Linked DNA regions of Mus musculus: all the other regions are linked to region 2. A link is a contact called in public HiChIP or PLAC-seq and capture Hi-C data. All regions are on one chromosome and are shown on one strand. The core of a region is the stretch at or near the end of the contact, and the rest is flanking DNA. Distances in the headings are between cores, read along the strand shown.

Region 1 (3,702 bases), core at 551-3,050, 2.7 Mb after region 2:
TCTGATACATATAATCTTGAAGGCTGCCTTTGGGTCCCTACTCATAGAAGGCTCTCTCCACTGTGAAGTTCTGTAACTTCCTGAAGAATCCACTGGGCGTTTATTTACTCAAAGCTGACACTAGCCCATAGGTCACCTTTGTGAAAATGAGAAAAAGGCATACTGTTTTGTAGAGAAGCCAGCCTTGGTCCAAGACCTTGAGAGTTGTCAAATGGACCCCCACACACCTGTTCGACTGAGCGGCAGTTAGTGCTCACCCACCCAACCTCACTGAACTATGTAATCCATGCTGGCCTTGAGCCTCCCTTCCCTTGCTTTGGCTTCCTGGATGCTGGGATTACAGGCATACCACGCCCTCCCCCATACAACTCTTCACAGTAACCATTCTTATGGGAATCTGCCTTGTAGGCGATCTCCATTTGTATGACTACCATCCAGCCCACTCTGATATGTATCACAAGTGTGAATATTCCAGGTCTCGCCCCCACCATGCAATATGCCCTGTGGTAAGGAACCATGCTAAGAGTTTTTATTATTTTATTTTAGTCTGCTTATCCTAAGTGATCCAAACATATCTTCGCTACGATAGTCATTATTCTTTGACCACCTACTAATTCTTGTCTATATGAGACAAACACTGTTGTCTTTGTCCAAGTGAAAAAGCTGAGACCCAGGTTAACATGCCCATTACATCACAGTGACTAACATACAGAGCCCGGTTCAAACTCAAAGAGCCTAATTCAAAACCTGCTCTCTGTAGAATCTAGAGTCAATGATCTACAAATATACTTGTGATCAGCAAGAGAATGATACCGCCATGAGGGTGGGGTGGGGGTGGGGGTGGGATGGGGTGGAAATGATTCTCGAGACACCAGAAAAAGGAACTTTAGGGAAACAGTAGAAGGCCACAGGTGAGGAACGAGGGGGATCTCACCAAAGAAGCAGTAGACGACTCCAAACAAACAGCACATGATGCAGACGAGGGCCGGCAGTGCCTGATACCTGCGCTCCAGAGGCTGTTCACAAGGTGCACCCCAGAAGGTGTCATCCGGCTCCGGGGGCAGCAGCTGAAACCGCAGAGTTTCCATAGTACCCGGCATAGCGCCGGGAATGGAAGGGGGTCACCCTCCCAGGACAACCTGACAGGGAGGAAATTGGGGTCAAGAGTCAGTTGTGGGTCTCCACTACAATAACAGTGCGAGTGGGGGAATTCAGCAAGGGCACAGTGGACAAAGGAATGGTTGCCCACATCAGGCAGCTCTAGAAGCATCTCTGGAACGGGGAGCAGAGACAAAGGGAAACAAGTGCCTGGCTAGAGGCGGCTGGGATGGACTTAAAAGAGGGACTAGATGGGGCTAGACGAGGAGAGGGAGGGTGCCGCTGGCAAAAAGAGGCAGCCTGAGCACCATCTGTGGGAGGCTCAATTTGGAATTGTCCAAGATCTACCTGGGCCGGAGGTGACCGGAGCTTCCGAGCAAAGGAGGGTGTGCAGGGGCCGGAGGAGCCGGGGTTGTAGGACACCAGAGGCTCTGACTGACTGGGGTCCGGGCAAAGTCTGCCGTGCGAAGGGGGCTGCTGGGCCGGAGAGACGGGTCTCTGTGCGACGGCGTCGTCGCCCCACCTCCGACACCGGCTGGCACTGCAGCTCCACAGACTCGCGCCCGGCTCGGGGAAGGGAAAGGAGCAGGAGCTCGGGCTGTCCCGGAGCCGCGGCCCCATGCCCTGAGCCCGCTGGCGGCCTTTGGTGCTGATGGACAGCTCCGGCCTCTGCTCCTGACGTCACTCAGGGTGCACCATCCTGGCAGGGGCGGGCTGCTTCTGACGTCATCCGGGACGCACCAACCACGCAGGGGGGAGACAGGGGACTCCGCCCCCGGCGTCTGCCTCTCCGGCGCTGAGGAGGGGGCACTTCCGGGGGTCCTTCCCCTTTAACCTCCTCCCCTTCGTCCCTCTCCGCTAGCTGACGGCTAGACCCCACCTCGGGGGCGGGGCCCTGTCGGTGACACGTCGGACAGCGGCCGCCTTGGAGGCCCGGGCGCGCAGTGCTGCTCTAAGGGCGGCCGACCCGCCCGGGGATTCCGGGCTTGAGCTCCTACCTCTGCTCGGCGGGGAGGGAGCGGGCCCGCCTGCTGGGCCTGGGCCCTCCGGATCCGCCCCCTCTTCGGTCCCGCCCCCTCGGAGCCGCCTCGGGCTACGCGGGGGCCGGGGACCCGCTGTCGGGACGCCATGCGGGCGTCGCTGCTGCTGTCCGTGCTGCGGCCCGCGGGGCCCGTGGCCGTGGGCATCTCTCTGGGCTTCACCCTGAGCCTGCTCAGCGTCACCTGGGTGGAGGAGCCTTGCGGACCCGGGCCGCCCCAACCCGGAGACTCTGAGCTGCCGCCGCGCGGCAACACCAACGCGGCGCGCCGGCCCAACTCGGTGCAGCCCGGATCCGAGCGCGAGAGGCCCGGGGCCGGCGCAGGCACCGGTGAGAGCTGGGAGCCTCGTGTCTTGCCCTACCATCCCGCGCAGCCAGGCCAGGCCACCAAGAAGGCCGTCAGGTACTGATCCACTCCGTCCGCCCTAACACCCCCCCCCCCCCCCCCGCAGGCACCAGCCAGGATGCGCGCGCTAGGGAGGCCGCCAGAGGCCGGGTCAGGCTCCGGAAGGAAGGGGCCGGCCGGCCAGGAAGTCCTTGGGCCTCGATTACTTCCTATGACCCTGCTTGCAGGGAGACAGAGGGCCAGTTTGAAGCTTTTTCTGGATCCCGTCCGGATCTGAGCTGAGCTAAACCGACTCCACCCAATTATACTCCAAAGACCCTCTTAGCCCCCCACTGGTCTGTTTAGGATTAGAAAAATGAGTGTTAAAGAGGATAAGTGTATAAAGAGGGGGAAAGAAAAAGGAGGGAACTGGAATTTACCTGTATTTCATTCCTAGATGGGTTTCAAGGGCCACCTTGGGATGAGATGGGAGAGGGAGGAATGTACTCATCACATTGATGTCTCTGCCCACGCATTGAAGTAATTTCTTCTAAGTAACAGTGAATTCCAGTTGTACAACTTACCTTCTACCTTAGGAAGGTGAGTCACTGCCTTAGTTTGCCCCTCTCCAAAAGACATTCTCTACACCACTATGCCGTATGCTTCTACACATCATTTATAGGACATATTGGGGGGGCGGGGCTGACAGCATATTCATGTTGCAGGGAGCATCTGCAACAGTGTGCCAAGCATGTTACTGTTTAAGTGCAATCTGTCCCATTTTACAGATGGCACCGATTAAGTAACATGTTCAGGGACACAGCCACTAGGTTGTGAAATCTGGAAGTAGATCTAGTGTATCTCTTACCTGCATCTGCCTTGGAAGTGCTGTCTCCTAGATGCAACACTTTCTGTGAGACCAGTATATCACTTAAATCATGTCTCGTGGGAGAGACAGTCTTATCCTCCCGTTCGTGGGTGCCAAACAGGTCCAGAGGAGAACTAACAAGTGAAGCTGTGTGCTATCTTGTTCCTAACTGTCTTTTCCCAGAACTCGGTATATCAGCACGGAGCTGGGCATCAGGCAGAAGCTTCTGGTGGCAGTGCTGACCTCACAAGCCACGTTGCCTACACTGGGTGTGGCTGTAAACCGAACTCTGGGACACCGACTGGAGCATGTAGTGTTCCTGACCGGTGCGAGGGGCCGCCGGACACCTTCAGGCATGGCGGTGGTGGCACT
Region 2 (3,302 bases), core at 498-2,997:
AGTCTGGTTCCTCAGATGGCAAGGGTGTATGGTGCTTTCGAAAACAAGTACCCAAACTTTGAAGGACTCCAGACCAGGGGTAGGGGGAAAGGAAGTGAGAAAGTTTCCCGCCTTGACAAATTGAATTATTTTATATAAAACTTGGTTAAGCAGCTCTGCGGGCCAACAGCTTCTGGACTCTCTCTCCACTGTGAGCTCTAATGCTCCTCCCCAAATGTGGGTGGGTGGGGGTGGGGTGTCCAGACATTTTCTGGAGTCCCCAGAGGCCCGTCTCGCCTGCTCCCAGGGTCGATAAGCCCTTTTGACTTCAGGGGGAGCAAAGAGCTACCCAGCTTTCTCCACTGGGAGTGAACTCTTAAAGGGCCAGCTCAGGGACTTTGAACAACTACACGCACGCCCCCCCCCCTTGAGTTTGCCTTAATTAGGGGGTGGGCAAGTAGGATTGGGGGCCTGAGTTCACATCAAAACTGTCAAAGGAGATGGGGGGGGGGAGGACATGGAGAGAGGGTTGGAGGATTCAGGGGCAGGAAAAATTCAAATATCATAAAAAGAAAAGGGAACTTGAAGCCCAGAAGTCATTGTTTCCTTTATTTCAAAGGGGAAAAAACCTGCCTGATTCTCATCCTTTTGATTGATTAAGGCCCTGAATACCTCTCGGCCCCAGAGTGACAGTCCCTGAATAGACTTGAGGGAATAAAGAGCAGCGCAGAACGTGGGGCTGGCACGGGAGGGGGGTGTAAGGGAGGAGTGTTCGCTGGCACTTACCAAGTTATAAATAAAAGGCTAGGCACAATGGTACCTTCTCTAAGGACAGACAGTCTTTACAACACTCCTGGCGTCATATCCTGCTGGGGACACTTCAGCTCCTAGCCAAGACGTTGCTTCTTTTATTTTTCCAGCAGTTTAGTCTGAATGCCATAATAAATTCCTGAGAACAAACGCTGCACCCGGGCAAAACCTCAACATATAGATGCAAGTGCATCGGGGATGAATGTGTACGTGGAGATTTAAAGTCCCCGCTTCTCAGAAGGGTTTTTAAACCAAGAAAAGGAGCTGGCTTCCCCATTGCTTGCAACTTGGAGCCCAGGGGAGGCCTAACCTCTTCAGTCTCTGTCATGGCTATGCCACCTGTCTTTCATTCCCAGCCTAAGAAAGACAAAAGGACCTTCTGGGCACATCTTGGACTCTTCCTGAGAGATGCCTTTCTGGGAGGCTCACATAGGGAGCTCAGGCCCAGAGGCAGACCAGAGAAAGGAAAAGGAAACACATCCGGAATTCTCTGTGCCCCTTTCCAAATTTGCTCCACCGCCATCTCCGTATTAGTAATCCCGAAGCGAAATCCACAGGTGAAAAGCAGGGGCAGACAGAGGAAATAAGGGGCGGATATAGCAAGGTTTCCAGAGAAAGGCGGAAAGAGATTAGGACAGAGTAATAGAAAACCAAGATGATCAAGGCTGAATCTCATGTAGAGGGACAGGGACACCGCGAGCCTTTTTCCATCCTCACTGGCTCTTGCCACCCAAGCTGCCTCTCCTAGTTTCAACCTGTCCACCCTTCTCTTGAGAAAGGGACACAGAGCTAGTCCCCCTCTGGGTCGGCGGAGGCCTGGGGACCGTCAGGGATGGGAAGAGAAAGTAGCTTCTGTCGCCCAATCAGCGCGTGTCTTTGCCACCCGGGACGGTCTCCTCCTCGGCCAATCGCAGCTCAGGGCTCCTGATCAAGCTTTGGGTGAAAGAACTAATAAATGCTCCCTAGTCCGGATCCCTGCACTCGGTGTCACGACGGGAGGAGACTTGGGACGTGTTCCTGCCTCGTCACCACCCTCCCTCACCCGATCTTCGCGGTGCAGTGAGCACCTTTGCCAGTAGCCCCAGCTGAGGGGCCGATCTGCTAGACTCGCACCAAACTCGTCCGCCCTGGGCTTGGGATCCTGCACTCAAGGGACTCCTCTGGAGCCTGTGGACTTGGATCTATTAGCGCCCCCCTCCCCGCGCCCCGCCTCCCTCTCTGGCCTTTTTTGGGGGAGGAGCTCTCCGAGATCCGGAGAGTTCCCGAGGGTCACCCGCCGCACTGTGCTCGCTTTTTCGTCTCGCCTTCACCTGGATATAATTTGCGAGCGAAGCTGCCCCCAGGATGACCACGCTGGCCGGCGCTGTGCCCAGGATGATGCGGCCCGGCCCGGGGCAGAATTACCCACGCAGCGGCTTCCCGCTGGAAGGTATGTTAGGGCCTCAGCTCGTCCGGATCCCCGGGCCTGGGATTGGCTGCCGCACCCCAATCCTGGTCTCCAGGGCCTCCACTCGTGCCTTACCGGGAGCCTCTTCCCGTGGTACTTCTCAACCCAAGAAGCAAAAGTGGGGAGGGGGTTCTCGTGGAGAGCGGGAGAAGCCCCATTTCACGTTCTGGCTGCAAACGGAGTGCTAAGCTCACTACAAGCTCTCGGAGCTTGCCTGGCCTGCTCCTGCCGGCTCCACTTTGCCCTGTTGTTTCGGAATTGCTGCCGTGAGAAAGGTGAACAAGCTTCGCAGCGCCGGAAGCAAGTTCTCTTTCTGTTCACCTAAAGTTGCTACGAAATTGTGCGGGCTGCGTTCACTTTTGAATAACTACTATTAGTTCGGCAAGAATTTTCCTGCTGTGAAAAATTCTGGTGGCCCTTCCTAGTTGAAAAGTTTTAGCATTGATTAGCAAATTCCACTCAACTCAAGTGGCATCTCGAAGTTTCTAAAATGGTTGGCAATGCCTTTCGGTTTGCTTAAAGGTGCTGGGAAATTTCGGGGAGGTAGAAATTACTGCAAACCCGAACCCGACCAAATAATTTGGGAAGTAAAAGCAGGAGACTGGGGTTCTGGAGGAGCCCTTCGACCTCGATCCAGAGTAAAACGTGACGTGCAAGGGCGGTCATTTCGGCAGTGGTGTCCACAGCTAGGCTCGCTGCCATTTTTATTTTTTAAGTGTAACAGGTGATACCTGCTGTCACCTGTGTCTCCTTTCGGGAGCCTCCCCAACCCTTGCCTACTATACCCTTATCGGGACCTCTGCCTTCTCAGGACTTTGAGGCAGTTATCGCAAGACATTTTAGACATCAGTCCTAGGTCTCCCTCCAACTTGCAGCACAGCCCCCCTCCCCCAAATAAAAGAGAAAATACAGTTTCTCTACAGCCAGTTACCTCATTCCGATCGCTCAATTTCCAAAAGATTATATGACCTTGCATCGGGTAATTATTTGAATAAATAGAACCTTAAGGGTCCGGGACTGGGAGCCCAGAGCTTGGTGGTTTGTGTTTTAACTGTCACAGGCAAAT
Region 3 (3,312 bases), core at 339-2,838, 2.7 Mb after region 2:
CTCCTGGTGTGCCGAGCAGAGGTGGGGGGCGGTCGCCGAAGCTTGTGGGGTGGAGGCAGGCGGGCTGAGAGCGGGTGATGGGTGTGGTGGGATGTGTGCCGGTGAACTGGAGGTGCAGGAGAGTGGGTTGAGACCCCTGAAGCAGAGTGGGGCTTCCCCCACAAGGAGTTCACACCTTATTCTAGCGTGAGATCTAAAACAAAGGCACCCCCAGTCTTTCTTCTAGAGCCAGGACACCCCTCCCAACTATGCATCCCTGCTCCTGTCATTGGTGAGGCCAGGTGGAGTGGGGACAAGAGTGACATAGAGAGAAAGTCGCAAAGGGGAGTCGGGAGATGTGGTACCGAAGAAAGAGAGAAGCTGAGGGAAGACACATCAGGAAACACAGTGGGGCAGAGGGTGAGTGGGACCCAGTGCACGATGAAGGTCACTGAGAGAGACCTCAGGCGCATCTCCCCTACATCTCCCCTGACAGGTGAACAAGGTGATGATGGTATGAGAGGCAGGATGACTTAACATGGCATGGTGGCCCAGCACAGCGTCCAGCACAGGATGACACTGAGTGATCAAGCCGGAGGTGAGCGCAGTAATGGTGGCGATGAAGGTGATGGTGGTGAAGGCTGGGGTGCTAGGGGTCCCCAGGCTACCCACACTCAAAGTCCCGCTCGCTGTAGCTGCGGCTAGGCTTCTCGGGGTCCCAGGCCGGGGTCTTGCTGATGAGGTCCCCAAACCTGCTCACAGCCAAGGTCTTGCCCAAGTCATCATCTTCCTCTTCTACATCTGGACCCAGAGGGGGCTCCTCCAAGGGCACCCGGACCTGCAGGCCAGATAGCCTCTCCTAAGGACCCCTAGTTCATGAACACTCCCCACCCAACCCCAACTCCATACTTCAAGGGCCTTCCCAACACCTTCACCCTTGCCTGCATCAACATCCCCAAAACACCCTCTGAGGGCTTCCCCCCAGGTTGTGGGAGCACCAGCCACAAGTGCATGAAATACCGAAGACCCCCTATTCCTCTACACTACCAATACAGCTCTACATCTGGATCTGGTGGTCCCAGGGTCATCCAGAGGACACCCCGCCCATCCTGCCCCTCCTCCCCCACCCCACCCCCACGCATCAGTCACCTGGGGTAGGGGGGAGGCGCCCCCGGGCGGCGGGATCACCCCATTAGCCATGGCAGGGCTGAAGACTGAAGACTTAGGAGTCTCTCAATCACTATGGGACCCAAACCCTGGGTGAGAAGAAGGGGGCGCTGCAGAGACCTCTTGGGGAGCCTTGAGGAAGGAGGGCGGGGTCAGAAATTGCGCTGGTGGGCCCCCTCCGGGGTGCTCCATCCCGGTGCCCAGCCCGCTCTCCCTTCCGAGGCCCAACCCGGTCCATGTTAGTCCGCTGTCCCTACCCGGCCCGGCGCCCACGCCTTGCCCTTAAGTACCTCCGGGCTCCGGAACCTGCGGGGCTTGGGAGAGCCGCCGCGCCCCATGTCCCTCCCCGCAAGCTCCGGGGCGCGGCTGCCGGGTTCCCGTCCGGCCTCTCGCCGCGCAGAGCCCGGCCAGGCGGACGCAGGCGCCGGAGCCTGCAGTCCACGGCTCCACCTCCTAGCGCTCGGCTGTGCCAGCCCGCCGCCGCCCGGCCGCACAATGGGAGTGGACGATCCCTGACTTACCCCGACCAGGCCAGCGTGGGCCCCGCGCTCGGGTCCCCGCAGGATCCCACCTGCCCGCAAGACCCCTCTCCAGGCGCCCCACGCATTGCGGGGGGGGGGGAGGAGGGGCGGGTGCACGGCCCTAAATTCCCACAATCCCTCAAACACACTCCTCCACCTTGCTTTTAGCCACCCCTCCCTTTCCCTCAGGAGCCCTGGAGGAGACCCTCTTCGCACATACAAGCCTCTCCAGCTTGGACACGAGATCAGAGACCCCTGAAAGCCATTGCCCTCAACACCTCCAGCCTCAGCTCAACTGATGCCCTTCAAAGGCTGGCTTCTGGCGCTGGGCGCCACCCACCATTTGACCTTGGCACATTATCTACCCATCAGTAGCCAGAGGCAGCTGAAACAGGGGCATTCCAATTGGGCCAACCACTCTAAAATCCTGTGGCTAAGCTCTCACTGTTCCTCCACCCGAATCCCGCCCCTGCTCCTCCAACCGTGGAGGACCTATCTCACTTTCCAAGGTCAGAGAGATGTTCGCAAAGGGCACCTGGACACCCCCACCCCCCACCCCCAGTGTTCTCTGAGTCTCTGAAACTGGGCATCTAGAATAACCCATGCTCATAAAAGCCCTGAATGACAGTCCGTTTAAGCCAGACCCCTACACCTTAGAACAAACAAAGGGAGAAGAACTGGGGGTCAGCAGAAGGTGGGGTGGGAAGGAGGGGAGAGAAGCATGTACAAAGTAGAAGCTGCTCTGACCCCTGCGCTGCGAGATCTCAGCCCTACCCAAGGGAAGAGTGTACACACAGAGCCCTGGGGATTGCTTGAAGCAGCTGGTCGCATCCCATCTACAATCAGTTCAAACAGTTCAGGATCCCCAGGCCAGAGAAATGATCCTGCCACAACTAAGATGGATCTTCTGAGAGCTGGGCATGGAGGTACCCGGCTTTAATTCCATCGCTTAAAAGGCTGAGAGCCTGGCAGTGGTGGCACACGCCTTTAATATCCACACTTTGGAGGCAGAGGCAGGCGGATTTCTGAGTTCGAGGCCAGCCTGGTCTACAGAGTGAGTTCCAGGACAGCCAGGGCTACACAGAGAAACCCTGTCTCGAAAAACAAAAACAAACGAAAAAGGCTGAGTAGTCTCTAGGGGTTCAAGGCAAAACCTGGTCTACACACTGAGTTCCAGCCAGCCAGCGCTACATATTAAAACCCTGTCTCAAAAAACAACAACAAAACCCTATCAACGGAACAAACAAAAAGCCAGTTTATCCATATCAATCCAGAGAATCCCAGATAGGCATGGCCCACCTCTGAGGTGATTCTAGATGTCATCACGTTGACAATTTACACTAACCATCCTAGGGAAGTATTATTCCTTTGTCTGAGAACATGGGGATGCAGGAAGGCGTGATCCCCCATAGAGGTTCACCTAGGAAGAAGGTTACCCACAAGTTTGGGCATCCTTGGTGGATTGCAGATGATGGCTGTCTGAGCCCCGGCCATTTATTCCAGACTTCTCACAGTCATCCGTGTTTACAAAGATGTCAGCACTGGGTGTCAGCTATGCAGAAACAGGACATGTGAGTTGCTTTCCTAAAGCCAAGCCCATGACGCCCATGGGCTGGCGTTGAATTGTGTCCCCTGAAACTCACAT
Region 4 (3,703 bases), core at 426-2,925, 2.5 Mb after region 2:
ACAAATGGGTAAGCATTAATTGTGAGTGGGGAAATTCTGAAGGGTAATTGAAGCTTGGATCAGAATGAGGACGAGGTCTCGGTCCTCCTTATGGGGACATGGGGAAGCAGGAAAAAAAAAATCATGACTTTACCCCACACTAGCAGCAATTGGACCAGGTAGAAGAGTTTCCTAAATACATCTGGTAAACCTGAGACGGTGATTAAAGGAGACTATGTCCTCGCATTTCTTCTTGCTCCAAATGTTTTTAAAACCATCAGTTGCCATTTGCTATGGACTTAATTGTGGGCCCACAGTAGTTTGTATACTGCATCCCTAGTCCCCAGTTAGACTTATTTGGATGTCGGGCTTTAGGGAGGTATTAAAGGTTCATGGAGTCCTAGGGCCCTAACCCGTTAGTAGTGTGTCCTTGTAGGAAGAGTTAATAGACACTCCATGGAGAAAGACCCTTCCATGGCCATACAGGGGGGAAAAAAGGCTATCTAGAAGCTGGGAAGAGAGCCCTCACCATAAATTAAGTTTGTGGGGCTTCTCGCCTCCACAGAGAGAATATAAATGCCAGTCACTTAAGCCTCCCAGTGTGCAAAGTCTCTTTATGGCACCCTGAGCAGCTAATGCAACATCTGTGCAAAAGAAATGTTCTGCCCAAGGGATGAGGCTCGCTGAGGCAGTCAACAAACAGGAGTGAACCATCGTCTAGACAATGGTTTTATAGCAGAAGCTGTGATAGCGTCCTCAACAGGATTCTCCCCACAGCAGCTCTAAGCCTCTGCTTCCACAACCTCCCTCCAATGCTGGCACCAACTTAGGTGCGCCCTCCTCAGCCTGAGGAGGAACAGTGCTCAGTACCCAGGCAATGGGTACTGACTGTCTTCTCCCTTGAGTTTGCCTCCGAAGCAGTCGGAGCCGTGCCGTGGAGTCCAGGCTCGGCCTATCAGGGAGTAAAACAATGTCGCCGTGGAGAACCGGAAAACGACAATCGTTCCTGACAAGCACTCCATGAGCGCATGCGGCCTAGGTGCACCTACACCTGGACGGCTTTCTGAGTCCTAAAGGACTGGTAAAGACTGGTGTCTAGGCCAGGGACAATGTCAGGGGACACACACCTTCAGGAGGCCAGAGTTTCACAGTGTGAGGGCGATAAAGGGATGTTAAATAAAACTGGGGAGACAGGAAGGAAAAATAGCTAGGCCAAACGTTAATTTCAGGAGAGGAATCGGATTGAGGCTGAAAGCTGGAATAATCCCCTCAGCTTTTGACTAAACTCTAGCTAGAAGAGCAGAAATCTATACTTGATCATTTAAAAAGAAACAACTTTTGCTTCAAAGCTTTTAAAGAAAGATAAGAAAAAGGAGGAATTTTTTTCCTTCCCTACAAATATTTGCATTTTTTTTTTAATTTGACACTTTTAACGTCAGGCAACAGGGGACTATGGTTTGATTGGTTGGTTGGTTTTGGATACAACCGAGGGTCACAAAGGCAAGAGTACTCATACATCAGCAAACAGGACGAAGTCGTGTGATTTTTTAGTGCCTCAAATACGCCCACCAAGGCTGATGTCTAATTGCCAATGGTCCAACAATCAGTTCACAAAATTCCTGGCTACTTAACCAGTCTCTAGCAAGTACACCAGCTGGCTCCAGCACACTTTTGCAAGGCATTCTGGGTAAGCAGATGGCAGCTGGCCCAGCACAAAACCACAGACCAGAGAAACCAAGGTTTCAGAGGGCGATGTGAGGAAGCCCAATAGATCTTCCTCCCCTGGATGCAGCTCCTCGCAGGCACTACAGGGAGCTACGGACCTAGTCATTAAGCTACCCACCACCTAAGGAAGAGACACATTCCGTTCTTTAGGAAGGGTTGCCTAGACCCCGGCGCACTGTGATGGCGCCACCTGGTGGCCAAAGGAAAAACAGCCACGGAGAATCTCAGATTTCCACCACGTTTTTAAAATTCTGTATGAAATTGGTATTTCAGGAAAGAAAAAGAGTGGGGGAGGGGAATCGAAGGGAGGGACAGAAAAGGACTGGAAGGGGGTGCTACAGGAAGGGAGGGAAGGGGGAAGGAGGAGATGGGATGGAAGAGTTAGAAAAGATCTTAGCTAATCATTGGCAAACCAAAAGCTCAACTTTCCCAGGCACTTCCTAAAAATGCCCACTATGTCCCCCATAAAGAAAGATATTAAAAATGAATTACTGAAATACTTTTAATGATTTGGCCAGACAAACGCTGAGTGGTTTACCTCACTACTAGACAGTTCCATCACTCAGCTGTCGTGACCATCTATAGATACTTATGACTGGCCTATACTTTGGATATTCATGTATAATTCATCTAAATTCATTCTATGGCCCAACCTTCGAAAGAACTGCTAGCATATGCTTTTGTTTCCATAACAAAGCCAAACACAGAAGCCAGGGTAGGGTATGTACCTCTCCAGCTTAACCCTCAGTGCCTGGCACTGGCCTCTCTGCTTGGCCAGGGTTCAATACAGCCTGGTCCTAGTTAGTTCCTGGTTCCTCTGCAGAAACTCTCTCTAAAGGTTCATGCCAGTCACCTGCAGGTATTTATAGAAATCTAAGCTTTGGTTCATAAGTCAGAGAACTGGGCAGAATTGGAGCTGGCACCAGTAAGCATTAGAGTAATAGTTGATGAAACAGATTAATTAAAGAAATGCATTAACATGCATAACCGAGTGGCTCTTATTATATGTATGTGAGTTGTCCAGCTAGAGTAAAACATTTAAACTCTGTGTCTGTCTGTGTGTGTGTGTGCGCGCGCGCGTGCATGTGTGCGTGCATGTGTGTAAGAAAGCAGAGCTCGCCTTGATGATGTGTATTATTTCCACAGCCTCTGGCTGAGCTTCAAGCTCAAAACACCTTTGACTAAACACTCAGAAGCCGGTTACTGGGATCGATAAAGGAGAAAGAGTGACCTCTGCTGGCCAAGTGAGATTTTTTTTTCCCCAGCCTCTGGTCAATTTCCCAACTCTACAATGACATGATGTGTTTACAGAAATGCAGTAATGCCCTCTGCAGAATAAATGATCGGCTAATTTTTTTCTAGACTGGTGATATTTACAATCCCATCAGCAAAAAGGCCATGGCTTGTTTGGCTCAAAAACTCCTTAATGATTTGTAGAAATGAGATTCAATTAGGTTTTTTTATGCTTAATAATTATTCAGTAGAAAAAATAAGAAATGTTTTCATGTGGCAAACAATCATTTATTTTCTTTGCTTCTTGTTTATATGTCATTGATGAAATGAATAATTTGCAATTTATTTTGAAATATAGAAACTAACTAGGGTAATGATAAAACTGTTGCCCCTAAGTATCTCATTAATATCTGTAGTCATTTGATTGCTAAGCCCTCAATTTAGGAACTGAATTGTTATTTTTTGCATTTATTTAGTGTGTGTGTGTGTGTGTGTGTGTGTGTGTGTGTGTGTTCACATTGCTATGGTGTGCTTGTGGAGCACAACTTCCAGGACTCAGTTCTCTCCTTCCTGTGGTGGGCCCAGGATTGAGCCAAGGTCATAAGGCTTGGCAGCAAATGCCTTTACCCACTGAGCCATCTCCCCATCCCTAAAAGTTTTCAATTCTTTCCAATAGTCCCATTTCATAATCCATTGTGCTGTGCAGACTGGGAATGAGTTAGCTCACGCTTGAAGACTCAACAGTGCTCAGAACAAAATCACTTCC

The links. HiChIP or PLAC-seq counts read pairs in DNA pulled down with a chosen protein or histone mark. Capture Hi-C pulls out chosen DNA fragments and counts their contacts.
Region 1: an H3K4me3 HiChIP or PLAC-seq map of embryonic stem cells shows a contact between it and region 2, with 5 times the contacts expected there. The contact joins the promoter of Tmem198 here to the promoter of Pax3 in region 2. A contact is called at or near these places in 2 of 115 datasets of contacts at active chromatin or transcription factors (astrocytes and embryonic stem cells).
Region 3: a contact with region 2 is called in a capture Hi-C map of embryonic stem cells, with 4 times the contacts expected there. The contact joins the promoter of Slc4a3 here to the promoter of Pax3 in region 2. A contact is called at or near these places in 2 of 39 promoter capture datasets (cranial neural crest and embryonic stem cells) and 1 of 9 other capture datasets (embryonic stem cells).
Region 4: an H3K4me3 HiChIP or PLAC-seq map of stem cell-derived neural progenitor cells shows a contact between it and region 2, with 6 times the contacts expected there. The contact joins the enhancer-like site here to the promoter of Pax3 in region 2. A contact is called at or near these places in 5 of 39 promoter capture datasets (the 3T3-L1 cell line, cranial neural crest, maxillary cranial neural crest and 2 more) and 3 of 115 datasets of contacts at active chromatin or transcription factors (astrocytes, neural tube and stem cell-derived neural progenitor cells).

Annotation. Positions count from the first base shown.
Region 1 is chr1:75,477,630-75,481,331 of GRCm38.p6, reverse strand. Tmem198 (transmembrane protein 198) reads right to left here and starts at 1,800. Exons shown (of 5, transcript NM_177056.4): 1 at 1,447-1,800; 2 at 935-1,139. The coding sequence starts at 1,100. Chpf (chondroitin polymerizing factor) reads left to right here and starts at 1,861. Exons shown (of 4, transcript NM_001001566.3): 1 at 1,861-2,540; 2 at 3,514-3,702. The coding sequence starts at 2,227.
Region 2 is chr1:78,195,581-78,198,882 of GRCm38.p6, reverse strand. It overlaps Pax3 (paired box 3), which reads left to right and starts at 1,747. Exons shown (of 8, transcript NM_008781.4): 1 at 1,747-2,218. The coding sequence starts at 2,134. RefSeq lists cis regulatory regions at 418-640, 796-1,028, an enhancer at 418-1,028 and a promoter at 193-2,183.
Region 3 is chr1:75,544,738-75,548,049 of GRCm38.p6, reverse strand. Slc4a3 (solute carrier family 4 (anion exchanger), member 3) reads right to left here and starts at 1,588. Exons shown (of 23, transcript NM_001357150.1): 1 at 1,437-1,588; 2 at 1,129-1,278; 3 at 652-817; 4 at 1-106. The coding sequence starts at 1,179.
Region 4 is chr1:75,651,938-75,655,640 of GRCm38.p6, reverse strand. No RefSeq gene overlaps it. Among named protein-coding and RNA genes, the nearest start is that of Slc4a3, 110 kb to the right of the region's middle. Within about 2 kb of position 1,675, at least 60 of the 459 cell types and tissues checked have an H3K27ac peak or open chromatin away from gene starts, as enhancers often do. A contact at or near this core is called in stem cell-derived neural progenitor cells, where this site is marked.